5 separate regions of the Mus musculus genome follow, and all the other regions are linked to region 5. A link is a contact called in public HiChIP or PLAC-seq and promoter capture Hi-C data. All regions are on one chromosome and are shown on one strand. The core of a region is the stretch at or near the end of the contact, and the rest is flanking DNA. Distances in the headings are between cores, read along the strand shown.

Evidence for each region. Promoter capture Hi-C pulls out the DNA fragments that hold promoters and counts their contacts. HiChIP or PLAC-seq counts read pairs in DNA pulled down with a chosen protein or histone mark.
Region 1: an H3K4me3 HiChIP or PLAC-seq map of embryonic forebrain shows a contact between it and region 5, with 4 times the contacts expected there. The contact joins the promoter of Kcnip2 here to the promoter of Lbx1 in region 5. A contact is called at or near these places in 7 of 39 promoter capture datasets (the 3T3-L1 cell line, the SN4741 cell line, embryonic stem cells and 3 more), 3 of 15 datasets of contacts at CTCF or cohesin (embryonic stem cells, large pre-B cells and pro-B cells), 16 of 484 Hi-C or Micro-C datasets (B cells, the C10 cell line, the G1E-ER4 cell line and 4 more), 4 of 115 datasets of contacts at active chromatin or transcription factors (embryonic forebrain, embryonic hindbrain, embryonic stem cells and 1 more) and 3 of 9 other capture datasets (adipose tissue, embryonic stem cells and embryonic tail).
Region 2: a contact with region 5 is called in an H3K4me3 HiChIP or PLAC-seq map of bone marrow-derived macrophages, with 3 times the contacts expected there. The contact joins the promoter of Sec31b here to the promoter of Lbx1 in region 5. A contact is called at or near these places in 3 of 39 promoter capture datasets (hippocampal neurons, liver and stem cell-derived epiblast-like cells) and 1 of 115 datasets of contacts at active chromatin or transcription factors (bone marrow-derived macrophages).
Region 3: a promoter capture Hi-C map of embryonic stem cells shows a contact between it and region 5, with 4 times the contacts expected there. The contact joins the promoter of Ldb1 here to the promoter of Lbx1 in region 5. A contact is called at or near these places in 3 of 39 promoter capture datasets (embryonic stem cells, hippocampal neurons and pre-B cells), 5 of 484 Hi-C or Micro-C datasets (embryonic stem cells and myocytes) and 10 of 115 datasets of contacts at active chromatin or transcription factors (astrocytes, embryonic hindbrain, embryonic limb bud and 5 more).
Region 4: a contact with region 5 is called in an H3K4me3 HiChIP or PLAC-seq map of embryonic stem cells, with 9 times the contacts expected there. The contact joins the promoter of Pitx3 here to the promoter of Lbx1 in region 5. A contact is called at or near these places in 1 of 39 promoter capture datasets (pre-B cells), 5 of 484 Hi-C or Micro-C datasets (the N1E-115 cell line and embryonic stem cells), 1 of 115 datasets of contacts at active chromatin or transcription factors (embryonic stem cells) and 1 of 9 other capture datasets (embryonic stem cells).

The regions. Positions count from the first base shown.
Region 1 is chr19:45,813,172-45,817,595 of GRCm38.p6, forward strand. It overlaps Kcnip2 (Kv channel-interacting protein 2), which reads right to left and starts at 2,892. Exons shown (of 10, transcript NM_145703.2): 1 at 2,560-2,892. The coding sequence starts at 2,632. It also overlaps a transcript of Armh3 not described here.
Region 2 is chr19:44,543,304-44,547,927 of GRCm38.p6, forward strand. It overlaps Sec31b (Sec31 homolog B (S. cerevisiae)), which reads right to left and starts at 2,545. Exons shown (of 26, transcript NM_001033343.1): 1 at 2,485-2,545; 2 at 398-509; 3 at 1-86. The coding sequence starts at 476.
Region 3 is chr19:46,041,969-46,046,631 of GRCm38.p6, forward strand. Ldb1 (LIM domain binding 1) reads right to left here and starts at 3,343. Exons shown (of 11, transcript NM_001113408.2): 1 at 2,862-3,343. The coding sequence starts at 2,886.
Region 4 is chr19:46,144,924-46,149,715 of GRCm38.p6, forward strand. Pitx3 (paired-like homeodomain transcription factor 3) reads right to left here and starts at 3,402. Exons shown (of 4, transcript NM_008852.4): 1 at 3,278-3,402.
Region 5 is chr19:45,234,383-45,239,078 of GRCm38.p6, forward strand. It overlaps Lbx1 (ladybird homeobox 1), which reads right to left and starts at 2,459. Exons shown (of 3, transcript NM_010691.6): 1 at 2,249-2,459; 2 at 521-1,259. The coding sequence starts at 845.

The sequences.
Region 1 (4,424 bases), core at 1,642-4,141, 580 kb after region 5:
TCCCGGCTCGCAACCATCCGTAACAATCTCTGTGTAAACCCCTTTCTGGGACTTATTGCTATGTAAATCCTTCTAGCACCTACAAACACTTCAAAATCCTGGGAAAGGCCATAGAAGATGTATGCTCCCATTTCTTCCACTGTGTGTGCGCGAAGGGTAGGGGAACACGCCTATATTAAGAGAAGAGAGCTACCATTAAACACCACACCTTGTCTACTCGAACCCACTGGCAACAGTGCCCACGAGGAATTAGTTTCATACACAGGGCTCTTTGGCCACACGGGGGCGCTCCATCCCCAGGAACGATACTTTAATTGCCAAAGGAACAAGACTCCAGGGATCCTGGACCCAGGCCCTGGGGCATGGCCAGTCAGGACCCAACTCGCAATTTCAGCTTGGACAGTTCTTTTTAGGCCTCTCTTTAGATGGGGTTGCTGCTGAGCGCTGATTCAGCCTTTCCCCGCTGTGCAGCACTGCCAAACAGCCCCCCTCCCCCCCCCCCAGGCAGGTAAGAATACGAAGAATTGGGGGTTACGGGGTGGGCACATCCTACCCTACCCCTACTAAGAAAGTCTTTCCCAATTGCTTTGAGCTTGGTTGGGATAAGACTGCGATGGTTGGGGTGTATCCAAGTTGCTCCGAATAATAACTTTAAGACCACTTTGCTGCCAGCATAATGAACCAAGTTGATAGGGATACAGCCTCTTCCTCTATCCCAAATGCAACTGAGGAATCCAACTTGCATAGGGAAGGAAGGGGGGGGGGGGCGCGGCGGGAGCACGCTTCAGCACCGTGGACAACGACTCCTCCTTAGGGCTCCAATCAGAGGACTCCAGTCACAAGACAAGCCTCTCTTTACAAAGGAGAGGTCTCCATAGTGCTCTCCAGTCACGTGCAGAGCCATCTACAGCAAGGATGGTGAAGACTGGAGAAGTTAAGGTTTGGGTCCAGCCTAGGCTACATAGTAAGGCCAGGACTATGCAGCAAAACACTCGCTCACGATAAATAAATCGAGTAGCCCAGCGAGGAGAATATTTCACTAAAGGGGAGAATGGTGTAGGAAGTAAACTAACTAATCGCATGTTAATGGGGGCTCTTGGACCCTTACTGCTTTCAAGGATCCTGAATTGATGGCGGGCACAGAGCAGAATGGGGTCACACATTCACACACCGCTGGTGTCCTGACATTGCAACTAGGGTCATCCCAAAGTCAGTAGCTGAGACTTATTCTCAGAGCACTAGATCCTGGTCCCCTTCACTGCTTCCCAGGTTCTGCCCTGACTCTGTTGAGAAGGGCAAGGATTATGGTCTTCCCCACTTGCCCATCGCTGTTTCTGTCTTTGGACAGACAGCCCCCCTCCTACTCTTCGTTGGAGTTCTTAGGAGTTCTACACAACGAGACACAAATATGGAAATATACAAAGGTGACAAAGTCATTTACATAAACAGAATTTACCTACCAAGCTTAGTACTCTACACACACATATAGACCCTCCCAAGGTGGGCCACAAAGTGACGGGTGTGGGAGGGGTTGGGGGGAGGGGAGCCTTCCCACACTTCATAGGCCCATAGTTTCTGTCTTTATTCTGAAGGAAAGCAAGAGGTTTAGATGAAGTTCTAATAGGGTTGCTGGTAATTAAAGAAGCTTTGCATGCTCAGAATGACCTGAGTAATTACCCTCCGGGGTAGAAACTAACCCAGGACTAACCAAAGACTCTCTACAGGGGCCAAGGGCTAGAACCCCAGGGTGGTGGGTCTCTCTTTGGGTCCTTGAGCTTTTTGCAGGAAATAGAGGGAGCAAATGGGGGGCACTAAAGAAAGACCCTTGCTAACACCCGGAAGACAGAGAGGCAAAGAGGACAGAAATGCCATTAACAGTCACAGGGGCCCCCACTGCAGGCATCATGCTTGAGAGTGGACAGCACCAAATGCTGAAACAACCCACAGCCCCACAATCACAAACACTTTTAATGAATACTCATGCCAGAAGTCTTCTTAAGGGACAGAACACCACCAAGTGACACCACTCTGGTTGTCACACGCCATTTCACACAGAATCATTCAAAGCACACAGTTGAACATGTAACAGACATATGGTTAGAACAAACTTCACTAGTGCAGCCGGGGTCCTACACAACCACACTCAAACATCTGGCAAGCCCATAAAATCGCACTGCCTCATGCAAACACACTCACCCCGGCTGTCACCAACGCTCAAGGCACACGGCAAACAGCTGTGGGAGGTGCACATACATACACAGACACACAGGAACGACAGGTGCTCCCGCACGTAACACCTCCCACTCCAGACACACTCCTAGCCCTGTGTCACACACGCCTACACCTGCTGCCTCTCTACACCTGCCCCACCTGTTCTTCCTCAGCCCCCTAGGGACCCAAAGCTTTAAATCCTAGGGTCTTGTTCCCTAGACCAGCCTGCAAGGTGCACAGGAATGGGGCAGAGTGTGCATAAGGGCCAAGCCAGGGGGCAGAGAGATGGAAGGGTCTAGGGGGATGGAGTCTGCTCACCCTCCCAGGACCCCTGAGCCACCTACTCACCCGTAAGCTGGTCATAGGAGCCGTCCAAATCTCGGGATTCGGACAAACTCTCCTTTCGGCCTTGGCCCCGCATGGCCCCCGGCGCCCCGCTCCCGCCTGGGCCGTGGGAGGGGGCGCCGGGTGGCCAGGATAGGGCGCTCACACAGTGCCCCCTGGCGGCGCAGCGACCTGCTGGGGCTGGGGGCCGGGAGTAGGGGCTGGCAAGGCTTTTCTCTGGGGAGCGCTGGATTTTAGGGCCCACCTCAGAGTCCCGGGGCAGGAGCAGGATCCTTGGGCAGCAAGTGAGAGCGGAGCAGAAGGCAGCGTGGAGCTGAGAGCCGAGCCTGAGCCCAGCCGCCTCTCCTCCGCCCCCTCCCCGCGGCTGTCACTGCCGCCTCCCCCCTTAGGCGCTGCCGGGATTGGCTCCCCCTACCCCCGCCCCCCACCCTCTGCAGCTCGGAGGAGGCACCGGGTGAAGGGGTGAACTGGAAAGTGCCGGAAGGGAGAATAGCTCTCCATCTACACCACCCACAATTGCGGGGCTTCGAGAAGAGGGGGCCAGAAAAGCCCCGCTGTGAAGAAACCCCGCCTCCAATTCTCAGGCACCTCTTTCCCTCCGCCCCCCAGTCAGCCAGTCCTGCACAGCTGGGCCAGAGCCTGGGGTATGTCTGAGTCCCTGGTTCCCTCTGCTCCTCATCTCAGCCTTATATTCTCGGTTGTTCCTCCTGCCGAGAGTTGCGTGTTCCTAATCAGCAGCCACCCTTCTCTAGCGGAATGAGGATGCAGAGCCAACCAACCCAGCCTCTGGACACGGGCTCACAGGTGGCACTGGGTACATTTGTCTATCTCAAGTTCCGGAGGGGGCCTCACTTTCTGAATGCCCTCTTCCCAGATCTGATGACTCTTCCTACCCACCCCCCTCCCCAGGCAACTGGGAAGGCAAAAGAAAGAAGTCAACTTTTTTTTTGCCCCTTTCTCTCCCCCCACCTGCTGTTCTAGACTTTGTTTTCCCGGCAGATTTAGGGAGCTTCTGAAAGGTTTGGGGATCCGAGTGTGATACAGAAGCGAGACGAGATGTCTCCCTCATTTTCTGAAGTGAGGAACAGCCCTGCACAGCCCGGCACACAGCTCCCTCTCTCTCCACCTCTTGTCTCCAGGAATGGCCTGTTAAGACCAAAGGTCTCAGCTAAAGTACCTCAACACATTGAGTCTTTTCAGTCAGATTTACTTTCCAAATACTTGAGTCAGTGAACTGTGGCGGGTGTTCCTGTATGAGGCTGGGACAGGCAGCTGCCTTAAGGAGGCCTGTCTCTGGAAGGAACGCTCCCAGAAACCTCCACAGAGCTGTCAGAGGCACCAGCCAAGCTGATTTGTAGACTCCAGGCTAAACGTCTTAGGTGTACAGGAAGGAACCCGGCAAGGGTGGGCTTCTAGTCAGGAAAAAAGGAGAGCTTTGCTTAGGGCTGCTTGTCCTAGACGGAACCGGAGGGACCTGCTCATAACATTACTCCCTTCTTTCACCCAAAGGCAAGGGAAACCACAGTTCTCTGAACTCAGCTGGCCTCTATCAAGGCCAAGAGGTCCTTTTATGACACAGGACCAATACCTGCATCAAAGAGATGACGAGGGGAAAAGACACTAACGAGACACTAAAGACACACAAATCAACTTTTAATAGCTTTGATTTGCCACCAGCTCCAGCTCCAGCTGCTCTGGGGTTTATCACCATGGGAAACACTAAAGCCTCAGGTCAAGTTATCCATCCGGGGACCCGTGATTAGAGATGACCCACCCTACAATGGCTTAAGATTCTACATCTATGCATGTCAGTGTGCCAACAGGTTCTCGAGAACGATCACACCTCTGCTCAGTCAGGGCTGGCTTCC
Region 2 (4,624 bases), core at 1,295-3,794, 690 kb before region 5:
CAGAGAAGGGTCCCTGAAATCAATCTCAAATATTTCCAGGGTGGCATTTGTGCTAAAGGAGGCATCTAGTTGCTGAGCAGATGTTCCTAGTCACATGGAAAGGAAAGAAGAGGCAGCAAATGAGCAACAATGTATGCATGGGAAAATACTGGGTACTAATAGGTTAGGGAGCGGGGAGGAAACAGAACAGAAGAGAGATAGGAGCATCCTTTTCTCTAGAGGTAACCGCAAGGAAAGCATGAGGTGCCGCCCTCAGGCCCTAGTCCAAGGCTGTTACCAGGTACCCAACCTGACATAATCCTACAGCTGTCTCTCATGGTCATTAAGGAATTCTAGATACTGAGTTTTCCTTTGATGGCTGACTTCTAGTAGCTCCTGGTCTGTCGTGTCATCGTACCTGTGGCCAGATACACAGGGTACTGCCTGGCCGGGCTCCACGCTTGGACAGCTGGCTTCTCAAGTTCTTTCAACTTCATGGTTTCCGGGAAACATATATGACCTTTGGCCCACTAAAAATAGAAATAATAATTAAAAAAAAAATCTTAGGGCCAGTGATCCAGGGAGCGTCTGTGGACACAGAGATGGTCTCTCTTCTCTACAAGATGAAGTAGTCCAGCAAAAAACAGAATGAGAAAAACAAGCTCATCTGACAGTTCGCTTACCCAATGGCTAAAACTGATTATCTAAACTCCCAAGGTCTTTAATCAACATTGGTTACTACAGTTCTACCGACAATAACCATCAAACTAGGTAATTTCTCAGTGACGTTGCCTGATTCCCTTGGTTTTAAATATTGTATCTGTGCCAGGGAACCCTGTATTTATGTCATTGACACACATCTGTCCTCTGAGTACCAATTCCCAAGGGAAATGGATAATTAAATATTTCTAGCTATAATGTACATCTATGATCCAAGCATTCAAGAGGCTGAGGCATTAGAATCATAAGTTCAGGCAAGCCTGGCGTGGACTACATACAAAGTAAGAACTTATCTTAATATATTTAAAATTATAACATTCATAGATATGTGTGTGTGTTGCCTGCATGTATGTCTGTGTACCACACGGGTACCTAATGCCTTCAGAGGCCAGAAGAGAGTGTTGGAGCCCCTGGAACTGGAGCTACAGATGGCTGTGAGCTACAATGTGAGCGCCCCGGGAACCCAGCGGGTGCTCTTACCAACAGAGCCATCTTTTCAGACCCTTTCCTTTTGCGGGAGGGGGCGCATGGTCTCCCGTAGCCCAGACTGGCCTCAAACTTGCTAGGTAACTGAGAATGATCGTCCTGTCTCTACTTGGCAAGTGTGAAGCCCCCACACCGCATTCATTTTAACTCTGTGATTTCCACTTCTAATGTATACTCAAGGTCTCATCCTCACGGGCCAGCGAAAGGGCTGAAAGGTAAAGAAGGACACTTAGAACTATTTGTGACCTGCTTGAGCAACCCAGTCAGGTCAGCCTCACCTATAAAAGCAGGCGATAATAGTACTTAATCTCTATTGTACTTTCCAGCTTGAAAAAAGCTTGGGGCTGTCAGTTAAGCTTGTTTCTGGGAGCTTCTAAACTCCTGAAGCTCCGCTTTATCAGTGACCAGCGAACTACACTATTTCGTCACCAGTGCCACCTGCTGGTCAGAACCATCCTGTACAGAAGCGCAGCGACCAGCAACAGCGCATTTGCCAGGCACAACTAGAAATTTCTATAAATTGTTACTTTGTTTTACATAGAAAACAGCCGGCTAAGCCGCAATGTAAACCCCGTGCTTTTAACCATTATATTAATTTAAGCAAAGCTTTCATGACGTGCTTAAACCATTGACAGAAGGACGGGAGAAATGCTTTTTTTTTTTTTTTTTTTTTTTGGTTTTTTTCGAGACAGGGTTTCTCTTTATAGCCCTGGCTGTCCTGGAACTCACTTTGTAGACCAGGCTGGCCTCGAACTCAGAAATCCGTCTGCTTCTGCCTCCCGAGTGCTGGGATTAAAGGCGTGCGCCACCACGCCCGGCTGAGAAATGCTCTTTTCATCCACTTTGCTCTGAGGCATCATTTTATAAGAAAAACCCTCGTTAGGATCAGAACAGCCAGAGCAGTGGCGGGCTGATAGGGTCGGGGAACCACTATCAGGGAGGACGACCCTTGGCAGTCCAGTCCTTAGGGAGAAGGTCAACACGGCTTCTCGCCTGCTGACTGCCATACAAGGCGCTTGACGGTCAGTTACCACTGGCCAGGGCACCGCGACAGTGTGCAGGCTGAGGGCCCGGTCAAGTCAAGGCTTGGGGGGCAGTCGGAGGCGCGCGCAGCGCTGCTGGACCTCGGCGGGGTTGGGGACACTGTGTGGCAAGGGGAGCGGGACCGGGTCCAGCTGGGGGGATTCGTACTGGTGCTCCAGAGGCGTGGCAGCCCGGGTGTGGTCAAGGCGAGCTCCCCGGCGTCCTCCCGTGGGAGGAGCGGTGCTCCGGGACCCCAGACCCGCAGGGGAAACCCACCTGTTCCGAGCGCCCAGGTCAGGGGTCACAGGCGACCGCCTGGGCCGGTCCTGTCCCAACCAAGGGCGCACCGCGCTGCGGACGGCGGCTGCCGAGGGCCAAAAGTCAATTTGCCCTGGCCACAGCTGGCGACCCACTCCCTCTGCTCGCCTAGCTGAGCTCCTCAACACTAATCTGCACCGAGAGCGATAGCGCAGAGGTTTCCCAGCAGGGCCTGCCTCACTTGCCCTGGGATTGCACAGTTCTAGCCCCCACACCAGTACATGCTAGTCTATTCTATTTGAGTCAGGCTCCTGTGTATAGAAAGGGAAAACACTAATTCAATTTATTATGTAGTTATTAAAGTGAGGGAAGCCCATGAGCTCTCAGTGTGATCTATTTAGCTAAAAAGCAATCGAGGTTGTAAATAGTAGTGGTGCACACTGGAGCCTACTAGTAGAGGGTGTCCACAAACTGATTAACGGCTGTGTGTGGAAAAAGAGACAACTGTGAACCAGGCACTTCATGGAAGATTTCAGGCACATGACATGGGCATTACTCCTTGGAGCTGAAAGAACACTAGGTGATATTTCAGCAAAAAGGGGGGCCAAAGCAGCTAATGGGCATGCTGGCATTTCCCATACAGTAAGTCAAAGAGACTGATCAAGAACAAGTACTGATAGATAAATTGTGGAATACCAATTAATTCTGCGGTTAACAGGGAATTACTGAAAATTATTGGGTCAGAGGCACTAGTGGCAATTGTATTTTGTATCTGGCAGTATGGATCCCTTTGGAGAAAAAAGAGAGGAAGGCAGGGACCCAATTACAAGAGGAATAGAGCAGCCCAGGGACCGGTGAAGAAAGTCAGGATTAATACTGGTGACTGAAGGAGAGCTGCCCTGGCTCTCCTGACTGAGAAAGGAAAGGATTCAAGACAGCCGGGGCCCAAGAGCAAGGGAGACCCGGTGTCGCTGATAACAGAGTTAAAACCTTGAGGCAGAGGAAAAGAGAATGTGAAGATATCACAGATGCTTTTCAAGTTGAGATAACTGTGGAGGTAATTGTGGCAGGTGAAGATGCCCAAGTTGGTTCAAAAGTGCCACTTGATGCATGGTGAGTTCTACCCGGGTCACCTCTGAAACTGGGGTGCCCATTATCTGATGGGCAGTTCTGAAACCAGATAGACACCCATGTGTGGCACCATCTGTGCCAGGACCATTCTTGCTACAACTAAACATTTAACTTTTTTTTTTTTTTAAGTGTCCTATCACAGGTGAGCCGGTGATGGGGGTGGAGTTGGGGAGTGAACAAGGTCTGAGCCTTAGGAACTAGAGGTGTGGATTGGCTGAGAGTGCTTGCTTGCCCTAAGGCTTGAAACCCTGGTTTTATTTCCCAGCACTAGAGAAACCAGTAGTCGTGGTGGCTTCAGGGTGGAGGGTCAAAAGTTCAAGGTCATCTTCAGGTACCCAAGCTACCCAGCAAGTTCAAGGGCACCCAGGGCTACAGGAGATTCTCTCTCTTCCTCTCTCTCTCTCTCTCTCTCTCTCTCTCACACACACACACACACACACACACACACACACAGCTGAACCTTGGAAAGTACTCCCAAATTAGGGAATAAAGCAGAAGTACCAACCACACTGATGGAGCATCACAAAAGAAATCGCACTAAAGTCCTAAGGTTCAAGTCCCAGCACCCACATTGCAGCTTCTAACTGCCTAACTCCAGTCCCAGAATATCCAACATCATTTCCTGGTGGCACACAGCCATATACATTCATATAAATAAATAAATATTTAAGAATGAGATGATTAAAGAGTATATCTTTGTAAAAAAAACTTCTTAAAATGACATTTATTCTGTGTGCAAGTGTGGATGCACACACACTATATATAGCACATGTGCAAAGGTCAGAGGACACCTTGAAGTAATGGATTTTCTCCTCCAACCATGTAGGGCCTAAAGATTGATATCAGGTGTTCACCACATATCTTTACCAACTGAGCCATCTCAGCAGCCCGCAATAAATCTAAGAATTCTTCAAAAAGTAACGTTTTCAGTTCCACTCCCTAATTTTGCACTTTTTAACTGCCCAGATAATCCACTAATGGAGCCCATATCTAAGTTGAATGATGTGATGGTCTGAATAAGAATGGC
Region 3 (4,663 bases), core at 2,093-4,592, 810 kb after region 5:
CTATGAGTACTTCTAGAGGTGGGGGCTCAAAGAAAAGCAGCCCACAGTATGAGGTACCAGCACTGCCCCCTGCCCGGGCCCCTGACCCAGGCCTCCAGTGTGCCTGCCCCCCTTCCTTTGTCTGTGCCCGGCCTCCCGTTGGCCTGGCGCTCTGCCATCCTCCTCTCCTGGCTCCCAGCCGCCACCACTGCTGCCTCCTCCCCTCCCCCTCCTTCTCCCTGCCTTAACCCTTCTGAGCTACAAGCTGCCCTAGACAGGTCTCAGCCCCTCAGCATCCTGCCCCGGGAGACTGATGCTCCTTAGAAAGGCTTGTCCTGGTCTTCTAGTCAGTTAAGCCCCAAGATGTTCTTCATCGTAGGGGCGCGACGGGGGGGGGGGGGGGCGGGGGGGCCTGGAGGGGTGTGTGCATGTGAACCTTGTGGTGTTTCTGCGTGTGCATTTGTGTGGCTGCGTGTGCTCTGGCTTCCCTCAGTCACATGTGTGGGGCATGTGCTGTCTCTCTGTCGGGCTGGGGGAGGAGGAGGAGCCCAGAGACAGCAGAGCACAAAGGAGAGACTCAGGCAGGCAAGCAGGCAGGCAGGCAGACAGGCAGACAGCCTGCCAGAGCGCCTAGGCCCCAGGACTGCTCAGCGCTCAGGGTGGTGGTGGGCCTCAGACATAACCTGCTGTATGCTGCCAGAATGCCCTTGGTCGAGTGAAACATGTGCTCTTCTTAACCCATTCACCCATTCGTGCAAGCCTGGTCCTCCCCTCCTCACCCCAACTCCTACCATTCTCCACCCCCAGGCCTCTCTTTAAGCCCTTTCCCACGTGGTCTCCTCTTGAAGTCTAATGTCCATCCATTCAACAAGACACCAGTCTGTCAGACTTCTTCATAATCAAGAAAAAGACTCTCTCAGCCATCCTTCCCCCCCCTCCTCTCTTCTCCTTCCTTCCTCCCTCTCCCTCTCTCTCCCTCTGCCAAGCTATCAGACATACAGACAGACCGTGAGTTTTGGGTCCTCCTACACACACACTTCTGTGCATGGGTCCTCTTCCTGTCTCCATATCAGCCACAAAGACTCTTCCCACTAATGCATGCAGGTAGTTGCCCCAATTCCAGGACCAATCTCCCATCTTCCCCCAGCCTGGCAACTTCTCCATATAAAACCTCTACGAATAAAAATTTAAGTTTCGGCCAGGTGGTGGTTGGCGCATGCCTTGAGTCCCAGCACTCAGGAGGCAGAGGCAGGTGGATCTCTGAGTTCGAGCCCTGCAGTTCCTGGTCTACAGAGCAAGTTCCAGGATAACCAGGATTGTTACACAGAGAAGCCCTGTCTTCGAGGGGAAAAAAATAAATAAGTTTCAGCCCACTAGCTTGTTTAAAGCCCTGCCTTACTTTGGGTCTTCATACATCACGTTGTAGGGAAATGACCCACCGGTGGGCTAAGAGCATGAACTACCTTGTCTAGCATTGGCCAAATTGTAAAAGCGAAAACACATACACAAACACACAAGTCAAATTGGTGGGAAGGCTATGAAGCTAGGCAGGATTCCAGCTTGGCAAGCTCTTCTCTCCTCCTCTTCTCCACCCTCTGCAGCAGGAGCCAGGGATTCCCACACCCGGATAGTCCAGGATCCTCAGGCTTTCCTCCTCCTGGGCCCTATGCCCCTAAAATGTCAGCCACAGCAGCCACTTGAAGTGTGGGCCCAACCCAGTCCAACTTGGCCAGAGTCACGTGATTTCCAAAGAAGATTCTGCACTAGCAGCTTCCCTGGGGGGATTGTGTATTTGTATGAATGTTGGGGTGCGGGGATACGGCGGGGGGGGGGGGGCTCCTAGTTCTGAAGTTTAGGCTTCTCAGAATACAGGACATACAGAGGGGCAAGAGATCCAGCCAGGCTAGACCCAGGACACTGACCACTGACTTTCTAGAGAAAGCTGCCTCCATCCTGGAAGGAAGGCCAGTTTGAGGACACAGAGTTATAAGGAAGGGGACCGACTATATTCTGGGATTCTCTTTAGACTAACCTCTCCCATCACATGGCTCAACTGTTCCCTCCTAGCACTTGTGGCCTTATACCCCGACCGTACAAGAAAAATCTCAAGGCACTCTCAGACACAGGTGTTCCCTGGCAAGCTCTGATACCTGTTAGAGAGGGTTGTGATTTGAATTTGAGTCCTCAAGTTTTCACTGGGGGGGGGGTGTCAAGCATTGCTCCCCCAACTCGAATCTGCAAACCACTCTTAACTTCACGGCCTACCTGGAACTGCTACACTCCCCCTCCCACGAAGACTGAGATAGCAGACCCAAGGGCCCAATTATCTGACACCCCCTAGGAGTGCTTTTTGTCCCTCAGGAGGGCCAACCTACCCTGGCAACAGACAGGAAAAGTTAAAGGGGGGTAAGATGGGCTCCAATCAACTCCTCCCCCAAACAGCATCCTAAGAAACAGCCCGAGGGGGGGAATGTCACAAAATATGTAAGAGGCAATAAACAGCAGGGAAGGGGGGGAAACCCAAATCAGCCAATCAGAACTCTACGATGACCTGAGGGGGGGGTCAAAAGTCCAAAGTCACTTCTGATTGGCTAACACCCTGGAATTCTGGGAATTTCAGTCCCCCCCCATCCCTCCCCAGTTAGCCTCCCCCCCCTCAAAAAAAAATTACAAGCCATCCTTAGCACCCCCTTCCCGTGCCGCTGGGCTGCTGCGTATTTATACAGATGAGAAAACCCGGCCCCGATCGAGGCCCCTCTAACTCTATACAGCCCCCGACCCCCACCATGCCTTCGATGCCCCCCACATACAAATCCTCTCCAAACCAGGGGTTAGGGGGCCGAAAGGGAGGGAGGGGCCAGGCGGCCTCGAGACCCACTCACCAGGACAGGCACAGCCCACTGACATCTTCACATCGCCCGCCGCTGGGGGCCCAGCCGAGTCACGATGCCCGCCCCTCGCAGGGACAGGCCGGGCATGAGCCGCTGCCGCCGCCCGCGGCCCCCGATGCCCGCGCCGCCGGCCCGGCCCGGCCTCTGCCCGGTGCGGGCCGCCCCTGCCTGCAGCGAGGGGCCTGTCAGGCGCGGAGCAGACAGGAAGGAAGCCAGGCAGGAAGGCGAGCTGCCTCTGCGTGTGTACGCGCGGGTGTGCGTCCCCGGAGTGTGTGTCCGTGTGTGCGCGTGTGCGTGTGCGTGTCTGTGCGCTCCCGCCGCCCTCCCCGCCGCCGCCCTCGCGCTCGCTCCCGTTCGTTCGCGCGTCCTCTCCCTCTCGCAAGCGCCGGCTCTCCGGCCAGAGTCGGGCTGGGCCGGGCTTTATTAATATGCTAATTGTCCTGGTAGTGGGAGGGGAGAGCCGTGTCAAAGTGACCCGGGCGAGCGCGGCGCGAGCGGCGACGTGCGTGCGCCGCGCGGCGAGGGGCAGGGAGCGCTCCCGGGAACGGCATGCGTGTGACGCAGCTCTTAAAAAACGAGACGGAGGCAGAGACCCCGGCGAGGGCGGGCGCCGGGGAGCGGGAGGAGGCGAAGCCTCACGCTCGGCGTCCGTCCTCCGGGTGCGCGGGGTTGGGAGCGTGGCTGAGCGGGAGCGGGGATTGGGGGAGGCGGAGCCTGGGTGGGTAGTGAGGTGTACCCTCTCTCCACCCCCGGGAGGGATGGGGCGCTGACCCCTGCCTGTGCTCTTTGCGGAGACCCTGTGTGGCGCGCTCCACCCGAAGCTGGGTGGGAAAAGGAGCACTCTCCTAATTCTCAGAGCAACCCCTAGACTCATCCCCTTTCTAAATTAACCAGACCATGCCTGCTAAACCAGTTGGGACTAGAGCTAAAAGGGTTAATTAAGAAGGGACCCCACCCTCCCCCGCCTAAGGGCCTGAGGTCCGCATTTTGCAAGGGGACACAAGGGCTGTGGTATGACCATTAGGCTGGGAAGGGGGGGAGCACTACCAAAGCCATCCTTTCCTCTTGCAGGCTCTGACGCACCAGTTAAGACACTTCCCTTCCCCCACTTTCTTCTTCCAGCCCTGGAGCCTTCTACCCACCCACCCCCATCCTCCGCCCCCTGGAAGCAGCTCCCTGTTTTGGAGGTGGAGAACAGGAAACCTACTCCTTCAGTGCCCCCTACCCATAGGGGCAGAGGCCGCGGGGAGGGTTGGGGGTGGGGCATCCTGGACAGTCAGTCTATCTTCCAAAGGGAGAACCCTCCCAACCTTCAGGCAGTCCTCAAGGACTCCTCAACCCAACCCATGGAAGGGAAGAACTCTTCCATCCCTTCTCCAAAGCCCAGCCCTAGCTGCCTCATAAACAGGAAATACCTATTAGCAGGGAGGAGGGGAGCTGCTAGAAGGAGTTCGGGGGGGGGGTGTCCCCCAAGCCTTAGCTTCTCTTAAGCTTCGTGGTGTATTCCCTGGGTAGATTCTGGGGGCTGGTATTCCCTGTCTAAGGTATCTGAACTAGACTGGTTACACTGGCTTCCCTCTTCCCTTTGTTGCTAAAATGGGGATTGTTTGAAAAAGGTGTTTGATTTCCCTACCCCGATTTAGGAGTTTGCACAGCTGGCTTGACTGTCCAGGGGAGAGTTACAAAGGTGGAGGTTAAGGTGCCATGAGACCACATATCCCAACCTTAGGGGTTTTTTTTGTTTTTTTTTGTTTTTGTTTTTTGGCTAAGGAGCAAGAGACCATGGTAGTAGA
Region 4 (4,792 bases), core at 2,152-4,651, 910 kb after region 5:
AGCTCAGATTCTAATACCTCCTTTTGGTTAGCTCTCATCCCCCTCTCCCATACTCTAGCAAGCGTCAGTCAAAAAATGGGGAAGGAAGGATTCGACATGCTTTGATCACTGTAGTTCAGCCTCAGACCTTGCACCCTGCCCTCTCTTCCTAGACCTAGATCCTAGGCTCTCATTGACATTCTCGAGCAGTGGACAGGCAGAGTTCAGATCAGGCTATTTGGTAGAAAGGTGAATATACAGTGGGGAACTCCTCATGTTCTCAGAGAGGGATAGGGGTGATAGCTGACACTGGAACTCCAGGGAAGATGTTCCATCTCTCCTTAAGAGTCTGGCTGTAGCTGGATCAAGGGTATGATCAGACTACTCTAAGGCAAAAGCCCTTGCCTTCCAAAGAAAGATGCTATGGTCACGGGGACTGCAGTTTGGGCAGAATAATAGCCACGAGGCTTCTTCCAGTGTCCCTCCGTTTACAAAGAGCTTTCCTTCTATACGTGACTGATATGCTTCATTTAACCCACAGGCCCCCGAGTGGCAGGGGTGTCTATCCCTGCTTATATCTCCAAGAAGGCAGGAAATAGTCCCAGGTTGCACAGAACCAAGAGGTTTGAACCGAGTTCTGCTATTTTTCTGGTCTTCCACGCCACACTGCAGCTATGAGTGACTGACACGTACTGATTGCCAGAAGCCCTCTTAAGATCCAGTTCTACTCAACTGCCTCTATTGCTTCTCTGAAAAGGAGCTCTGGAAGTTAGCTGTCCACAGGACCCAAGCACAGTTTCCTAAGCTTGTAAGCCGCCCACTCCCAACCCCATCTCCAGTTTCAGGAGTTCAGCAAGTAAAGTCTTCTGCTCATGTAGGTCTTTTTGTGTTGTAGATTTTCATCCTGCTGCACCTAAACTTTCTGTCACTCTTCCCTGGCTGCATTCCTGGTTCCCCATGTCAACTATTCTCTGCCTCTGTCTCTCTGTCTCTGTCTGTCTCTCTGCCTCTGTCTCTGTTTTTCTCTCTGGAACCCAGGACCTTGGATATGTTGTGCAAATACTTTCTCACTAAGCTATACTCCCAGCTCCACTCTCTGACTTCTCTAGGCCTGTAACATCTTCCCTAAGAGCTGCTGGTCAGTTACACACTCGGCTACATGGTTTCATGCAAGAATGGCGGATTTTCTTTTTAGTTATCTTTGTTATGATGTTATCTATCTATCTATCTATCTATCTATCTATCTATCTATCTATCTATCTATCTATCATCTCTTTGGTGAAAGCAGAACTTTGAGTTTTCAAAGAACCAGCTGTAATGCCTTCTTTCTTTCTTCTCTAACATGGAGTCTTTCATTTCCTGGATAGTTTCAGTGATTTTTTTTTCTTTTTTTTCCCAAAGCAACGGGAGCATAAAACCCTGAGACCTGTATGATAATGAGATGGGAGCAGTTGAGGCATGGTTTTCTATTTATCAAGGAGAGCAAGGGACAAATAAAAGATGAGGAACAAGGTCTTAGCCAGTACCTAAGAAAACTTTAGGACTGAGGAATGGAAGTAGGCGTGTAAGAAATAAGAATTATATTTTACTCTTGGGTGGAGAATGAGAAAAGTAGCCTCCTCCTCTCCCACTCCCTTTCTTTCTTCCTTTCTCTCTCTCTCTCTCTCTCTCTCTCTCTCTCTCTCTTTCTTTCTTTCTTTCTTTCTTTCTTTCTTTCTTTCTTTCTTTCTTTAAAAGATAACTCATTGTTAAACAGTGCCTTGCGTTAGTCCTCCTGAAAACTCACCCCCTGGCTGAGTTGTCATGTTTGCGAGAATAGATTCAGAGTTCCCTTTGCTCTGTCCTCTTCTGCCTAACTGGGCTCTAGCTAGAGTTGGTGGTCAGGGAGTGTGGTCATTGTATTGGTCCAAAGGAATCAGCCTCAGCCAGAAAGAAAGCAAACTGAGACATTCTTCCTGGCCAGGCTGAGAGGCTAGTAAAGGCACCCCGTGGGACCACAGAGTCGGAATTTCAGCGGCCCCTTTCTCAAGACCATAGGCTTTGCTTTGTGAAAGGGTTAAAATTTTCTTGTCTGGAAGGTTCTTAGTTGGTCAAGGAGCCTTGAGTGGGCTAACAACCAGACTAGGAATTTGAGGGTATCCGGTCAGTTGTACTGGAATTAGGGTTAGAAAGAAAGAAAGAAGGCCTAACAGTTGACTTCGAGTTTGTGAGGGGACTGAGCCCCTCGGAGGCTTGTGAGTGGCCTGCGGCTGCTGCACCCTGTAGCTTAGTCTTCCCTTTGTAGGGCTTAGTCTTTCCTCAGTTTGGATTGGGGAAGTCTACTGATGCCCTGATCTCTTTGAGCTGGAGCGGGGGTTGTCTTGCAGAGGAACCCTGCCCCAAGGCCGTGCTGCACCCTTTACTCTCCCAGCTCCTTTCAGGCCCAAACGGGCAGGAGAGGCAAAATCAAGTTTGAAAACTGGGAGCTGGGATTTCAGGGGACCCACCGAGCCGACCCCATGGCACATAACGCAGCTGGGCAGGCGCTGCCGGATAGGTGGACATGCCAGTCGGCCAGGGACATTCCGTTCACCACTGCTGGACACATCGTCTGCTCCCCAGAGAGACCCACTTTGCCGCCCCAAGCGTTCTATCCGTTCCAAACCCCACGTGCCGCTGACATTCTGTCCGATTCCGAGGAGGCTCCAGATCTGGACCCTTCCAGATCCAAACGGCCCACGACAGACCTGCCAGTCGTGTCGCGTTGTGCTGGCAGCTTGGGCCCTGTAGCTCGCAGCGGCCATCTGACCCAGTAGCGACTCTCGCAACAGGGCTCCAATTCCAACTGCGGAGCAGCTGGGAAGGAAAGCATGAGCTACTACGCGCACCCCTACTTCCAGACGCTGGAGTCTGTCTAAGCCTGGGCCAAGTGGCGCTGCGAGCCGCCTGTTGCCCTTAGGCTGAGCGACCGCTGCCCTCTCCTCAGTTGGCTACCCTTATCACCTTCTGGCCCTTGCCGCTTGCCCCTAGATTTCAAGGTGCTCTCTGGTAAAGGTTTCCAGACTACCCACTCTGTGGTTCGTGCAGTTCTTCGGCTTCTCTCTGAGTCCCCTAAATCTCTTCTCAGTCCCCCACGTCCTTCCTCAGAGTTTCCCTTCTCCCATGTCCCAGCCCCGGGGCTACTATACGCCTTTTCCCTTTTGACCGATTCCCCAAACACCAGAGTTCAACCGCCCCAGGTTTCCTTTTAGGAGTCCCAGGACCAGCCTTGGTCCCTCGGTCCCCTGAGCCCCTATTCCCTGCATGGTCAAGTACTCACAGTGCGTCCCGCAGCAGGCAGACTCCGGGTGGTGGCTGTGGCGGCGGCGTTCTGGAGCGCAGGCAGGGGCCAGGGGCCAGGCACCCTGCGGGGTGGGGGCCGCCCCCCTGCTCTGGGGCGGCCGCTCCGCTGGGCTCTCCCAGGCTAGCGGAGGAGAGAGTGAGTCTCACAGTGCAGTGCCACCCCCCGCCGGCGCCCATTCACTTTATGGCAACCCAGGGCGCCCCCAGCCCGCCGCAGCATGCCGCGCGCCCCAGGCCCGCCCCTTTCCAGATGCGCCGCCCTTGCTCCTCCCTTTCCAGCTGTGAACCTTTAGGCCCCACCTTAGTGGGAGGGGTCCTGCCACCCGGCAGCCAAGAACTCCGCCCCTATGGCCAATCAGAAGCGTTTGCCATCCACTGAGCAACGCCCCCTCCCCACGTGGCCCGGACTGCGCTCCAGCTGGGACTCTCGGGTTCGGCAAAGCTAGCAAAAGTACGGTGGTCCGTGTCGCCCCTGAGTCCAGCCCGAACTGTGGCTAATTGAGGCCTTGGGCTCTCCCCGGAGTCACGAGAAGCAGTGCCGGGGGAGACGGCTGCAGGACCGTCAGGCGGGACAGAGAACCCGGCTGTCGGGTCTCAGCTCCCACACTTTGCTGCCGCTCGTTTCGCCGATTTTCTCCACTTGTCGCTGTCTGTCTTTCCACTCTTTTGTCTCTATTCCAGTCCTCGTGCGCCTTCCTTTTTTCTTCTGACCACCGCTTTGCTCCCTACTCTATCACTTCGAAAGGCTTTCTTTTTTAAAGACCACCCCTCCTTTCCATCCTATCTTTCTCTCCTTAGCTATCTCTATTTTTTTTTTTCTCCCCTAAAGAAGATAACTTGGAGAAAGCAGGATTTGGAACGAGAGAAATCAAAGTGGTATACAGCAGCATCTTCCCTCACTCACTGACCTTGGACAAGTAACAACGATGCCTCCCTGGCTTCCAGTGGCTGTCTGGCCTTGTGTGCTTCAAAGGTGTGAGCACTCGGCCTCTCACGCTGCAGTTATCAATTTGCCTGGGCTGTGCTTTCCTGGCCTCAGCCGTGTCGTGTTTCCCACGACAACAGATTTGGTCCTGTGGGTAAGGGTAGCGTTGGCGTTTTTGGATTAAGTGTTTGCAAGGGACAGGACAGGTGTCCAAGGAGTATGACAGGCGGGTTACTTAGTGCCCCTGAGAGTCCTTAAGCCCCGTGCAGTATGCTCCAAAGATGAATCTAAGCATACGTATCAATTTTTAAAGCACGATAGTTCTCTTTACTGCCTTCAGGAGAAAGTCAAAGTTTCCTAATGTGGCATATTTGATCTTCAGGACCTGAACTTCCAATCCCCCCTTCAATAGAGTCTTGCTCTGTAGCTCTCTGGTTTTGGCTGGCCCTAAACGTTCAACTATTATCCTACCTCTGTGCATTGTACTGAGTGCCCTGATTTGTCTTCATCTTCAGTTTTGTTCATCCTGAACGACCTCTAATTTTTCCTGACCAAAAACAAAAAACA
Region 5 (4,696 bases), core at 1,209-3,708:
ACTCTCTAAACCTGAGCAAACTGGGCCATGGGACACCTCCTGTCTCTGGTCTCCTGAAAGTCCTAGGAAAAAAATGTTTTAATTTCTGCTCCCTAACAGTTGGTCTGAAAGAGCTAAAGTCTCACAGAGTGCAAGGAAACCACACAGAGACTCCCTAAATGTGTTGTGAACACCGATTCTCCACCCCTTTCCAATGGCCGGACTCCACCCTACCCAGGAGTTGTCAGGGGAAAAAAAATTTCGCCCTCTTCCCAGTCCAGGAGTAAGTCTAGGAGAGTCCAAGCGGACGGGAAGCCTAGGTAGCCGGCCAGACTCCGGGAAGAGCTTGGGTTCTCACACCTCTCTCAGATCACCTCAGAGGTCCCTAGGAACTAGGCTCCTGCGCCCCTGTCCCCAGTCTCAGCTGCAGAAGCCAGGACTGGAGGGGCCTGGCAGCCGGCGTGGGCAGAGGCAGGGGGTACGAAGGGCAGGACACTGCGTGTGGGCGACTGGGCGCAGGGGAATCTAGACTTGTGCCTACCTTCGGCTGCCTGCAGGACGCTGACCTCCAGCCCCTTAAAGGTCTTGCTGGCGAGCTCCTCCAAGGCGCAGAGAGGCGAGGTCTGCGAGAGCAGAGCGCGGCCCGCCAGGGGCAAGCCGCCCGGCGCGTGCTTGTCCGCGGCCGCCAGCAGGTGCGCCGCCCCACACAGCGAGTAACTTCTCCGCACGGACGGCTTGTTGAGGATGTCCTCGATGCTGAACGGCGTCAGCGGCTTGTTGGAGTTGGCGGGCGGCGGCAGGTGGTCCAGAGGGCTGCGTCGCCGCTCCTCCCCTGGCGCCGCCTTGCCGTCCTCCTTGGAAGTCATCTCGGCCTCGTTTGGGGGCCCGGCCGGGGCGGCTCGGGCCGGGGGGACCCAGCCCGCGGGCAGCTCGGACGCTGGACGGTGCGAGAGGAAGGCGAGAGGCGGGCAGGAGGCCGCGCCGGGCAGGGCGCGGATGGGCAAGCGGCCGATTAGCGCGGCGACCCGGGCGAGCGGAGTGGCGCGGGGCCCCGGGAGGAAAGCGCTGACGCGGGCGCCGCCACTGCCACCGCCGCCGCCGCCGCCACCGCCGGGGTTTCCAGCAAGCCCGGGCCGGAGCCGGGAAGCGCCGCGCCGGGCTCCAGTTTCGCCAGCCCCGGTGCTATTTAAAGGTGTCAGGTGGCTCCGCCGCGGCGGCTCCTGGCCCGGGGTCCTGGCGGCGGCAGTTGGAAGAACCGAGGCGAGGGCGCCGATCCCGGACTGCGAGGGGAGGCGGAGAGACGGGGCAATTGACTATTGCTAACAAGTTAGCCTTGATCGAGGAGTAATCAATTATCTGCAGCTGAACTTCTCTTTCTTCGCTCTCCCTTCTTTCTCCTCTCCCTTCTTTCTCTCTGTTCTCTCTCCTCCCTGTCCTCTCTCTCTCTCTCCCTCCCTCCCTCCCTCTCTTCACTCCACTCTGCTCCCCCCGTCCCTCTCCTTCTCTACCTCTCCCTCGCCCTCTCTTTCACTCTCTGTCTGTCCAATGCAGGCGGCTCTAAGTTGGGAAGCTCATTAATTAGCGGGCCGGGGTAGGAGGAGCCGGCTGGAATTAGCCTGCCTAATGCGCCTGTCAGTCCCGGCTCTACGCCGTGCTCGGCCCGAGATGTTTGTAAATTACATTAGAGGTGCCTTTATTGCTCCCGAACCTGGGGTGACTAAAAAGCCACCGCCCCCCACCCCCCACCCCAAACTGAGAGCAGTGCTCTGGGCACACCCGTCTCCCGCCGGCCTGGCCGAGATGGCAGCACCAGCCCGGAGATCTCAGGCTCTGCAAGCCGCAGTTGGGAAGCTTGAGAAGGGTACCAGGATCCCCAGCCGCGGAGTGACGCGGTCGCCGCGCGGGCCAGGTAAGAACTGGAGCCCAGGCGGGTCCTGCTGCTACCCAGTGTGGACTTTGATGATCCCAGATCAAGAAGCCAGCGTCCCTATTCTTACACACTCTTGTCTCTCCCCCCCACCCCCCAACCCCAGCCCTGGGCCGTGAGCCCGAGAAAAGGAGAAGCTGAAGGCTCCGGGGGCTGGCCCCTAGGAGGTCAGAGCGGGCTGCACAGCCTTGGGTGGGCGACACGGGACAGAGGTGGGGATCCTAAGGGCTGGGGGAGGGGAACAATTGGAGGGCTCAGCCTTCCCCACCCGAAGAGGCGGAGGGAGGAGTTGGCTGTTCTGCACGCCTCTCCCCTGATCTGAGCCTGAGGCGGGCGCCCTACCTCCTTCTGCAATCTTGCACACTCTTTCCTCCCGCCGTGGCTCTCGGGGCAAGCTAGGGCCACCACATGTCTGATGACGGACGTCTGACGGAAACTCGGCCGGGTGTCGGGGTTACCCGGGCGGGTTCCGGGCTTCCCCGCTGCTCTCTGCCCCGGCCAGGGCCGGGGCCCCGCTGCCCGCCCCGCCCAGCCGGGCACAGGGCTTGAGTGTACAGCACGGCCCGACTCCAGCTGTTCCGGATGCGGGGTGGGGGCCGGGAAGGGGCCGGGCCAGGGCTGGGGCTGTGCTCTCAGAAACTCGCAGCGAGGCCGGAGAATCTGGTTGTGGATCCCAGGGCCTGGAATCTCTGAATATTAGGCGAGCATTTTGTGTGCATCGTTATTTGAAAATGTTTGGTTTTCTTTTCTTTCTTTCTTTCTTTCTTTCTTTCTTTCTTTCTTTCTTTCTTTCTTTTTTTTTAACGTGTGTTTTGGCGTGTGGTACTCCGTGTGTCTTTTTTTTAACCGTTTATGGATCTCTGGGCATTTAGGCGGGTTTGAGTCTCAGCTATGCCTTTCTTTTCCCTTAAAACGCGACAGTGGGGCTGTGCTCTGGGGCCCTCTTCTCTCTTGCTACTCCATCTGGTTTATGTTGGGCCCGGATTTTCCACTTCTTCTCTTGGAAAAAGGAGGAAAGTAAGAGGGTGTAGGAACCAGACGGAAGAATACTTCTCCCTTCACTAGCTGCACACATCAGACTTGCTTTGTTTGTAAACTCCTGGATGGTCTGTGTACTCCAGAAGCACAACTTGGGTCAGAGAAAGGTTTCAAGAGCAGCTGGAGAATTTGTGGACCAGGGTAGGGAGTGGGACAGAAAGAATGGGATCCTCCCTATAGGCAGAGAGGGAGGGGGGGGGGGACTTAGCTGGGCTGGGGACTGGAACAGGCTTCTTCGGTGCAGGGGCCTGATATTTATTTAATCATTTGGATTCATGGCATTGTAGCCTTGAGGAGTAGAGAAAAGGATTTGTACCTGGAGTTCCCAGTGTGATGGGGGAACTGGCCTGCTTGGGAATGCTAGAAGCCATCTTTCTACTTCCTTCCCAGACTTCACCCTGCATCTTCGGGAGGTGGGGAGAAGGTAGGGGGTGCTCTGAGGCAGAAATGCTGATAGTAGAGGCTGGAGTTTCCTGAGTGCCACAGATCCATCCCAGGTCCTGATGCAGCAGCATCTCCTGCCTCCCACCTCCCAATCTCTCTGTCATCCCTGATGCCCTGGAAGCCCCAGGAGGTGCTAAGCCTTGTAACAGGAAGGTCTAGGGACTGGTGGAAGGAACAAGAGGGAGAAAGGGCCAGGGAAGCCTTGAAGGAGGGCACAGGGTACATCTGCTCTCTCCCTACTTCCTGCCTTCAGGATCCTGCCCTTCCCTGTTATAACACCAGGCCCTTGATGAAGACTACACCTTAAAGTTAAGCCCAGCGTTGTGGCTCACCTCCCAGTTTCTGAAGACAGGGAGAGTTGAGGATTTCTGAGAAACTGCCGAGAGGGGTGGAATGTGAACTGGGGAGCAGAAAGACCCATGCTCTCTGAGATCTTTGTTCATATCTTGTCAATTTCATTGACGTTCTACAGTCATTTGCTGTTTTACCTCCATGCACCTCCCCTTCCTGCCTTGCCCTATCCTGTGGTTTTGCTTCTTTGGCCTAATTGGTTAGCCCCTCAGCCAGGAGCTCAGCATGCAAGGAGCTGTGGTGCCACCTGGCATTTTGATGTTTCTGTTCATTTTGCCCAGATTAGTTGTCCAGGCCACCTTGAAACCTATTTACTTGCCCTGGCTGCCTCCTTTTCCTGAACCTGAAAGTCTACCCTATCTTCAACTTCCCAGCCCCCAAGAAAAAAAAAAGCTGTGTGGTACACCTGGGGTCTTCTAGAATCTTGGGAACCCAAATCCACTGGTCTTTAGTACCCCTCCTGAAGAGCAATGGTGTCTACTCTGAGTTGGTGATAACACTCCCCCTCCTCTTCCCCTTCTCTCCTGCCAGAGTTTGGGACCCTTGAGTACAAGAGCCTCATTCAGGGGACTCCAAGCAAACTGGATCTACCCACTCCTGGGAGACACCCAGTTCTTACCCATCAAAGATGTCAGATGAGTTCCCATACAGCAAATAAGGTCAAAATGATTGTACAAGGTGGAGGGGAATGGCCCTGGGCCAGACGGTGCTCTCAGAGGAGTTGAGAGATCACAAGAATCAAAAAGGAGAGCAAGCTTCTGAATCAGAGAGTTCAGTGGGAGGATTGGAAGAAACCCAGTCGCCAAAGTTCCGACTTCCTCTTCCTATCCACACGCCCTCCCGGGACTCCTCACACACCCCAGTCACCCGCCCAGGGACTTTTTAGCTGGACCCTGAAATCTCCTCCGCTGCCCCAGAGGGACACCCATTGCAGGGACACCCATTGCAGGGACACCC